Regions from separate parts of the Cydia pomonella genome. Here region 1 is linked to region 2. Evidence: chromatin contacts called from public Hi-C data. All regions are on one chromosome and are shown on one strand. The core of a region is the stretch at or near the end of the contact, and the rest is flanking DNA. Distances in the headings are between cores, read along the strand shown.

Evidence for each region. Hi-C and Micro-C count contacts between places; a contact is called where the count stands out from the background.
Region 1: a Hi-C map of whole body shows a contact between it and region 2, with 2.7 times the contacts expected there. The contact joins the promoter of LOC133530216 here to the promoter of LOC133530211 in region 2. A contact is called at or near these places in 2 of 2 Hi-C or Micro-C datasets (both in whole body).

What each region holds. Positions count from the first base shown.
Region 1 is chr22:5,440,195-5,444,996 of ilCydPomo1, reverse strand. It overlaps LOC133530216 (cytochrome c oxidase subunit 6C-like), which reads right to left and starts at 2,479. Exons shown (of 3, transcript XM_061868083.1): 1 at 2,298-2,479; 2 at 987-1,159. The coding sequence starts at 1,159. LOC133530213 (NF-kappa-B inhibitor-interacting Ras-like protein) reads left to right here and starts at 4,262. Exons shown (of 3, transcript XM_061868079.1): 1 at 4,262-4,705. The coding sequence starts at 4,483.
Region 2 is chr22:5,231,358-5,236,205 of ilCydPomo1, reverse strand. It overlaps LOC133530211 (coiled-coil domain-containing protein 102A-like), which reads right to left and starts at 1,432. Exons shown (of 3, transcript XM_061868076.1): 1 at 1,068-1,432. LOC133530215 (acrosin-like) reads left to right here. Exons shown (of 4, transcript XM_061868081.1): 4 at 1,516-1,661. The coding sequence ends at 1,612.

The DNA.
Region 1 (4,802 bases), core at 1,230-3,729, 210 kb before region 2:
GGGTTCAGTTTTAGGCCCGGTGCTTTACATACTATACACTGTTGACCTTCCCTGTCGCCTCAAATGCAGTATTAGTACTTTTGCGGATGACACCAAGTTATTTGCTAACCCACTCCTAGATTACAGCCAACTACAAAACGATCTAGATGCAATAGTAAGCTGGTCTAAGGAATGGTTAATCAATCTGAATTCTGCCAAATGTACAGTACTTCACATAGGAAATCGGAATCTCTGCCAGATTTACAACTTGGAAGGCACTCCACTAACGGCTGTAAAAGCACAAACTGACCTAGGTGTTAAAATCTCTGAGGACCTAAAGTGGGAAGAGCACATATCTACAATGGTTAAGAAAGCCAGAAGCATGATTTACCTCATTAGAAAAGCTTTCAAGACCTTAACACCGTATATGATGCTAAAAATATACAAAACATATGTCAGACCCGTACTGGAGTATGCTTTTCAAGCCTGGAGTCCTTACTTTGCCAAGGACATTGAGATGCTTGAGAAAGTACAACGCAGTTTCACGAAACTGCCAAGGCAACTTAAAAACAAGCCATATGAAGAGACTAAAGGAACTGAACCTCACTACTCTAAAGCACCGCAGAGAACGTGGCGACCTAATAGAGACGTACAAAATACTATCTGGGCACTATGACCTCAAGGATTTCCAAGAGATGTTCAAGCGCAACAACAACAACCGTCTGAGAGGTCATAAGCAAGTCAAGCACATTATATCTACTACTCAGTCATGATAACTATCTTTATGAATATTGGATACAGGTCATATCAGTTGTCAAACTGCCTGCCTGCTTATTAAATAATAATGATTTTATTAAATAATAATAATAAAATCATGTCCTAAAAAGGCTAGGCGCCAATTCAAAGAATTCTTCCTAAGAAAAATCATTTTTAAGACATGATTTTCGGCGTGTCAGATTCTGTGGGACCCGCCTAATGCTGGGCACCGCCACAGAGGCATTACTCACCTGTAGAACTCGGCGTATTTCCTCTTGCGCTCATTGCCGACCAGCTGCTTGAATGCAACTCCGCTGATAGCGGCCAAGGTGAGGGCAACGGTGAGGTTACGCTTGATAGAGGAGTTCAGGAGGCCCCTCATCACGGGCTTGGAGACGGTGGAGACTGCCTTGTCGCCGGCCATCTGGTGACAAAGGTGTAAATAAGTAACCATGCTAGTATCAAGTGGCTTCAGGACATTTTTTTTGTACTGAATTTGTGGCAAAACGCTGAACTTAAGCAGCCACCGCAACCTATGAGCATAAAACTAGTGTTGAGTCTACAAGTTTATGACATTGACATATATCTAAGGACAGGCCTTACGGGGTCAATGCAGTTAAATAGGTATGTCATGTGCAATAAAACAGAGCATAGCATATGTTATTGTGATAAATTAATAAAATAATATATAGTTATTTTAATGTGTCATTTTTGTTGTTTGTTACTATTTTTTATATTCTGTGCCATAGAAAAGTGTACCTATGTACATATAAACATGTTGCCACGCCCTAGTAGGGTCCATGACTGTACAAGTGTAATACCATGGTTTGCAACAAATAAATGATTATGATTATGACCTAGGGCCCCTAGGACACTTTGTATGATACTTGAAATTTAGGGCTCCATCTTAAAACCTTTGCTAGATTGCCTGGGCCCAGAGGCCTAGTGGGCTTAAGCAGAAATCCAGCCCTAGCTAGAATTAGATTAGATTTAGTTATAGTTTAAGAGGTAGATAAGGTATTAGATTTTCTATTCATTTGAGGTAAATGCAGTGGCGTATTTTAAAGAGTTACCCGGGCCAAGTAGATTCGCCAATGTATCTCATATAAGGAAAAAAACCCTTTTTTGCCACCCCTTGCAGCCTGCCGCCTCGGGCCATGGCCCCTTGGCCCCAGGGTAAATACGCCCCTGAGTAAATGTCTAACAAAAGAAAGTCTGCTTATGCCAACAATTCGTTCTTTTCTTTATTTCATTAACCTCTAACAAGGAAAACAGTGGCCAGTGATGATCTGACAGGTGAACAATTAGCAGTATTTTAAATAGTTACTTACTATGTATAATAAGAATGATTTATTTAAATTTACGATTAACTGGTTGCTTTAATAACTCACACACCCGGAAAATCTTTATCTTTATAGGAACACCTTGTGATTATTGACAACCTTCTTACATAACACTTTGCAACCAAAAAATGCTGCTCTTAACGTTCAATGTGTAATATATATCTACATAAGTTGTTTAGTAAAAGCCTGAAATAAAGCCAATTAATTCAAATTACTTACTTTTGCTAGGTTTTTGTGATATAATTTATTGAACCACACGAAAAGCAAGTGAATTAGAAGTGAGTTCTCTGTTTCGTTTTCTACGCAGATAACGTGTAGTCTACTCTGATTGGTAGATATAACCGTTACATAGGTGTATGAACCAATCACGTTTCAAATCGATATGACGTTTCTCACTTTGTTCTCCTTTACCGCCTTTACCTACATTTTTTTGACAAAGACGACATTCGGAATGCGTTTTGTTTAATTGCGTTATATTTTAAGTGTTATAAGTTAAGGAACCGTAGTGAAAAAAGTAAACCAAGTTTTTATTTCAAAAGTTATATTTTGAAGGGCTTTTCTCCTCGTTCGTCTATGTTTGGGACGATATAATATAGTTTGGCATCATTATAAAAAAGCGCAAAATTTAAATAAAGTATATAAGTAGGGCACCTTCAGCATTCTTCAATTTGCAACCTTTAAGACGATTTAATTCTTCCGGCAGATTATTTCTTCACCTCAATTTGTAAGCAATGAATTACTGTTTACACAATTTTCACGATAAAATTTTATGAACTAACACAACTATAAATAACAGTAGCTAACGTCAGCATCCTGCTCTTGGAAATATGAGGCAGGCACATGGGTCTGTGGCGATGCACTGCGCCGGGCAGATGCAATTGCATGGCTTACAATCACCATAACTACATGAATCCAGAACTTGCGAGCAGTCCTCTCCTGGTGGAAGAAACGAGGAACGGTATACTGTTGTTGAGTCGATCTTCTGGCAGGGTTTCTGGTATTGGCCTTTGCAAGCCCAAGGCGGACGCTGCGGTGACGGAGCGCATACAGGCTGATATGACAATTTCTGTGTAGTTGAGCTCTCCATTTTAGCCGTTGGTCGCTCATAACACTTGACAGGTGCGAATGATGGTGATGGTGGCGCAGGACCTGGATTTAAATAAGATAAGCGGTTCACTGTGCGGTTTTCAAACGGTGATTCAACTGAGTGGAACTTAGGAGGTGGTTTGCAGGATTCTCTCATAATGGCCGGCTTGGGGACATAGTCGTGACGTTGCGTGGTGACCGCTTGCATAGGCCCCTGCCCCCACATGTCGTGGTGACATGGCCGAATCGGCTGCGTTGTACAAACTGCATTAGGAAGAAATGAAAGTTTCTGAACTGTGCTGCCTTCCATTGGCTCGCAGCTTGGGACTAGACTAGGTGCTGGTTTTCTAGGCATTCCACGTAAGTTTGAAGAATCTGCTGTGGGTAAATACGATAGATTATACGTGGTGGATGCTTCTACAGGAGCAGTGGGTTTTACGTAGCAGCGCCGTGGAGCGAACGAGTCTGGTATACGAGGTTGCTTATAGCACGGACTGACGACTTTACCGCAAGAGCGGCAAGCCTCACAAGGAACACACTCGGACATGATTTAGATATGTTAAAAATAAATGTAAACCAAAAAACAGCTGTAAACTACATTAAATTTAAAAATAAACTGAAAATATTATCGAGACATTTCAATCAAATGGGCCGGAAACATAATAATGGTTATTATTGGTTATAGAGTTACTCTATGGGTTTAAAAAAGTTCTCAAGGCCATGTAGGAGTGGCCAGACGTTGACCAACCAATTAACCAAGTTTCCGGCGGTCGAAGGTCAATTTGAACTTGGTCGGAAAGCAATGAAATTAGATGACAAACACCACAGAGTAGTATTATATATACTGAATCGGAACCAGCTAGGTCATCTCGGTCGGGCCGGACGCTTTTTGGCGGTCGTTTTCCCTTAACTTGCACGGGAATTGACTGAATGATGTTTAAAACGTCATCGATGAAAAGGTCTAGAGACCCTTAACATATTTGAGACACACACATAAACTGCACCATAGATCATACACTACTTTTCTAGTGTTTTTAAAAGAATGCTGATAAAAAAACTTCTGTCAAACAAAGAGTCCAAAGACGTCAAAGCTCAGTCGTCATTTAGCAGTGTTTATTTATTTATTTAGCCAAAATTTAAATATAAGCAAGTTCTGGGCCGATTAGTTTATTCCATAAATCGATGCTCATTATAATTCTACTTTTATCTTCAATTACCGAAACCTTTACGTGTTTCTGAAAAATGTGAAAAGTGAAAGTATTACGTGGATCAGTAACAGGCAATTTTTCTTTAATGTTTCCATAATTTTACTCGTAAAATGGGTAAAACTAGTAAAGTAGTTATCTGTGGGATGAAAGGCGTTGGTAAAACTGCCGTTCTCGAGCAGTTGATATACGGAAATGTGAATTTAAAAACATATCTCTATCCGACTATAGAGGACATTTATGTAGCGAATATAGAGACAGACCGCGGTACGAAGGAGCGTGTGTGTTTCTACGATACTGCGGGGCTCGAGCCACCGATCACAGGCGAGTTTAAAGGTTTTTACACGTTTTTATTTGGTATCTAAAAAGTTCTAATTTTTTTTTTTTATTATTATTAAAGCTTTATTTGTTCTGCAGTCAGGTTGTTATTTTT
Region 2 (4,848 bases), core at 183-2,682:
CACAAGCCTTATTGAGCTTACTGTAGCACTTAGTCAAAATGACTCAAAATATATAGAAACATCCATAAATTGTTTCAAATACAACTCCACCTTCATAGGTTGGTTCTCAACCTAAGCTGTTACTTTAGGAGTTATTGTAGTTCTTAAATAAGTCACTTAACATCTATTGGACCTTTCCCAAAATGCCGTTGGATTTATCCGAATTTGAAGTTAGGTGACTCAGATGTAATATCTACAATATATTAAATAAATTTGATGAATGTAATTAACAACTGATAATGCAGCCCTTAGGCCATGCATTCCTGCCGCCTGGCTAGTGGGTGGGTAGCATCCTTATTATTCCATAGATATATTGCTAGATAACAGTAGATAGACCAGATATATTTTCTATTAATAAGCTTCTGACTGATGGTGGTGAACTGATGACCGAAGAGCTAGCGGCTTCCTCGCACAATGTATTGGCTTTGCGATACAAAGAGGAAATGCCACCAGTATCCTATTTTAAATTTAAGCTAGTTATTACATCTGTACATATCTATTATGTAAATAAAGCATTTTTTGGTAGGTGTGAAACACCTTTTCATATAAATATTGCCCAAATTGTCTTTGTTCATGAAATACAACTCACTGTCCGATTGATAGACGGTGAAGTATGACTAGTTAGACATTTAGGGCACTAGGTGGCGTTACAACAATTACTGTACATTACATTCATTTAAATGTAATAAATTACGGGTAAGGGCTCCTCTCCACGATGGCCCAGCGTAGTCCAATCTAAGGGACGCAGCTATGCGATGAAATGAGATAGCAATATCACTTACTCCCTCTAACGCATAAATGCATCCCTTGGACTGGCCTGCGCTGGGCCATCATGTAGAGGACCCATAAAAGAAAAGGAACTGTCAAGTCAATATAAACTGTTTCAATTGACAGGTTCTCCTTTCTCTTTTGTTATTTTTAACAATCGCTACTACAACAAATAACAAGACAATTTGGACAATTTCTAAAGTAGAACATAAATCGATTGATTCCAAAATTGAGCTTAAAATTATATAAAATATAAATACCTGCACAGTGTGAAACAAGCACCGTTAACGTATTTTCATTGTATTAGCACTTATACACTGCGATAGTAGATAACACTATTTATTTTTGCAATTAAATGTCTAAACTAGGCCTTTTCATACAATCAACCATTTTTATACTTTTAAGGTCCGTACTCATTGGTAAAATACGGCTTTTTTTTGTGGAAGTATTTTATAATAGAAGCTATTAAATTTATATTGAAGGACTTATAAGTCCCTTACTTTTGACCAATTATTAAAACACTGTGTTAACATAGAAAATTAGATAAAATCTGATAAAATGCAAATCGAAATAAATATAGTGTAGTGAGAATAGCCTTTATCATGACGCAGTGACGCATACGTTTCGATCTACGCAGCGAACGTGGTTATTAATCAACATCAACGTCGATAATAATACATTTTAGTAAACGAATGTATTTTGTTTCAGGCTTTCAGATTTTGAAGAATGGGCCGATGAAATGGCAAAAAAGGGTCTGTTTCAATCGGTTCCTAAAGAAGGCTTCCCAAAGAAAGACAAAAAATGATTTGTATTTATTTGTCATTATTAATGTTATATAGATATTGTTTTGTGGCTTTAATCATTTCATTTATTACATAAAGGGCATGCCGAGAAATTACTACCGAGCTCGTTATGCCTCTCTATCACTCTTTGTAACCTCATTAAGGCCAGTCCAGACGGGAGGATCAAATCGACCGATTTGATCAGAAAAGAAATTGGCGCCAGTTTCCAATGATTTAATCACCAATTTTAGATTTATGGTGATAATTAGACTCTCGAAATTTGAATGATTCCCCCAAACGCACATTTTCATTTTATCGGTAATATAGTTCGTAATCGGCGAGTCAACCGAAATAAAAAATTCCAAGTTTCGTTCATCTATTTCCTTTCTTGCATCATAGATTTAGTGTATTTTCTATAGATGAGCTACGCTTGCGGGCCCTGTGAGGGACAGAACATACACAATGCGACAAAATTAAAAATACGTTTTAACATTGCTGACAACATACCAAAAACAAACCTACGTAATTTGGTTGGGTTATTTGTTCCCCACCATAAACTATACTAAATTTTATGGTGGGGAATTCAAAATAAGTTATTGGCAAAAATTTCATGCTTAACGCTGACTGTTCCTTTCTTTCCACAGGCAACTAATACTCATCGAGACAATAGGTTTGTTTCCAATTTTTTGAAACGCTTGTATTACGTTCTATATTAACTAAAAAGTTGCCCTAAAATTCAACTTTTATACTAAAAACGGCTTTAAATATGTTAAATTAACAAAATATATTTTGACAGATGCTTTCGCGCCCAAAACGCTCTTTGAAAATTGTGTGACGTCACAGTTTACGGTTTGACACATAACTACATACACACGTAGAAGATACGAACTGTCAACTGACATTTATCATTTGTTGTTTATCGCCTAACTGTCAACAGTGTCAATCCGAGAGTTGTGACGTCATCAGAATCTTCAATGACGTTTCGAGTTTGGTCACGTGACGTGTGCCAAAAGATATTTAAAATTCAATATTTACAAAAATATGGTCATTACAGGTAGTTTAACATGCTCTTATAATCCAAAAGAATTTATTGGGATACAATTCTGCCCTAAGATTTGTAGATGGAAACAACCCTATTCTAAAAAACCCAAACACAATTAGGTTGCCTTGTTTTATCACAGAGTTCCTATGGCTACCTCCTGTCTCCATCATCAGATCAGCTTGATGATACCATAATATTGCATTGTCACCCGACTTACATATGTATCCAAATTTTCAGCTTCATCGGAAACCGGGAAGTGGGTCAAATTTAACTTGCAAGATTTGTCCGATACATACTAACAGGGCAAGTTAAATAAATAATAAGTTTTTGGCAAAAAAAATCATTTTTGGTACAAGCTTTTATCGCTGACTGTACTTTTCTTTCCACAGGCAACTAATACTCATCGAGCAAATTCTAAAAACCCCAAACACAATTAGGTTGCGTTGTTTTATCACAGAGTTCCTATATCCACCTCTTGTCTCCATCATTAGATCAGCTCGATGGTACCATAATATTGCATTGTCACCCGACTTACGTATGCAAATTTTTAGCTCAATCGGAAACCGAGAAGTGGATCAAATTTAACTTGCAAGATTTGATTACAAACAGACAACGGTCAGGTGAAAGTAAATAAAAGCTTGTAAAAATGTGTGATTGTGACAAGGGCAAAAAATAATACAATAATAATGCTCTCTCTTGAACTATATTATAAAAATATTTATAAACATTGTAGTATGGAGATGAAATGGTAGACCTATACATATATTTACTTTACTCCTAAAAGGTAGAGCTTGGCGATGACCGAACGAGATGTTCTTATGGGACTTTCAGTAGGAGTATTATTATTAAATATAAATAACAATAATAATAATAATTAGTACGAGAAAGTGAGCGTCTGAATGGCGGGTGGACCTTTGTTGTTAAATATCTCGTTTTAGGGAGAGGTACACTGGATTCTATTAAAGGTACACTGAGGTACGCCGAAGGTACAATATGTTTATAAATATTTCGTTAAATTTTGCTGAGGTCCATCCGCCATCCTATTATTATTGTTATTTATATTTAATAATAATACTTCTACTGAAAGTCCCATAAGTACATCTCGTTCGGTCATCTGTAGCTCCTAGTGAGTATTATATTCTTTGATCTGTAGGCTCTTCCATCAAAGAGTAAAGTCTACCATTTCATCTCCATACTTCTTATTGTACCCCTATGTCTTGCATGGATTATTTTGATCGTTTTGAACACTTCCGGCTGCCATGTCATTATGATCAAATATAGTCTGTCAAGCCATTTTGTACAGTAGAAAAAAGCGGCAAATTTTAAGAATATAAGCGCGAAGGGTTTTCGTATAGCTTTCATCCCATAGATAATTTGAATATTGCCCCGTTTTCTACTGACAAAGTTGTTTGACAGGCGTTTACGTATTACGAGTATTACGTAAGACCTTAGAGCAGGGGTTCCCAATCTTTTTCAACATGCGGCGCAGTTACAAGTTTAATATTTTGCAACGGCGCCCTTGTAAATTTAAAATCACGGTCGAAAAAGAGTGACACGACGCTATATTATTTACCGATGCGAGCGCTCAAATAGGTACCCGCGAATATTTGTGGTTTTGGATAATGATAGAACTCACGGCGCCCCTCTTTACTTTCTACGGCGCACCAGGGCGCCGCGGCGCACACTTTGGGAACCCCTGCCTTAGAGCATTTAACCAACCGGAGTCGCCTTTAAGAGTATGGAGGGTAGGGTTAAGGAGAACAATCAATGTGTATGAAAAGTGTCTATCACAAAACCAAAAACAGATGGAGCCACAATAGATCGGGAACAAATTTTAGACTGATAAAAAAATTCAGATCACTGACAGCGCACTTCACTCCGTTAATAACGTCTAAGTAATAACGGCCTGATTGGACCCTCGAAGCGGAGCGTTCGGCGGGGCGTGCAGCGTACAGCGTCGGGCTCACAAGTAATTTGACCAGCGTGCACTAAGGCCGCACGCCCCTCCCCACTGCACGCCCAACTCGAGCGTCCACTCAGGCCTTACACTAAGTTCATGGCATGTCCTTGTGCTACCCTAGCGCCACCGGAGAGATTTCGATCTATTATTTACAGCTGTCAGCTGGACACTTTAGCAACAGGGGGCCTATAATTGACGAACTTCGATTTTCGCGGTTACAGCCCTGTTCTCACTTCTCCCATAAGAGATTGTTCTCC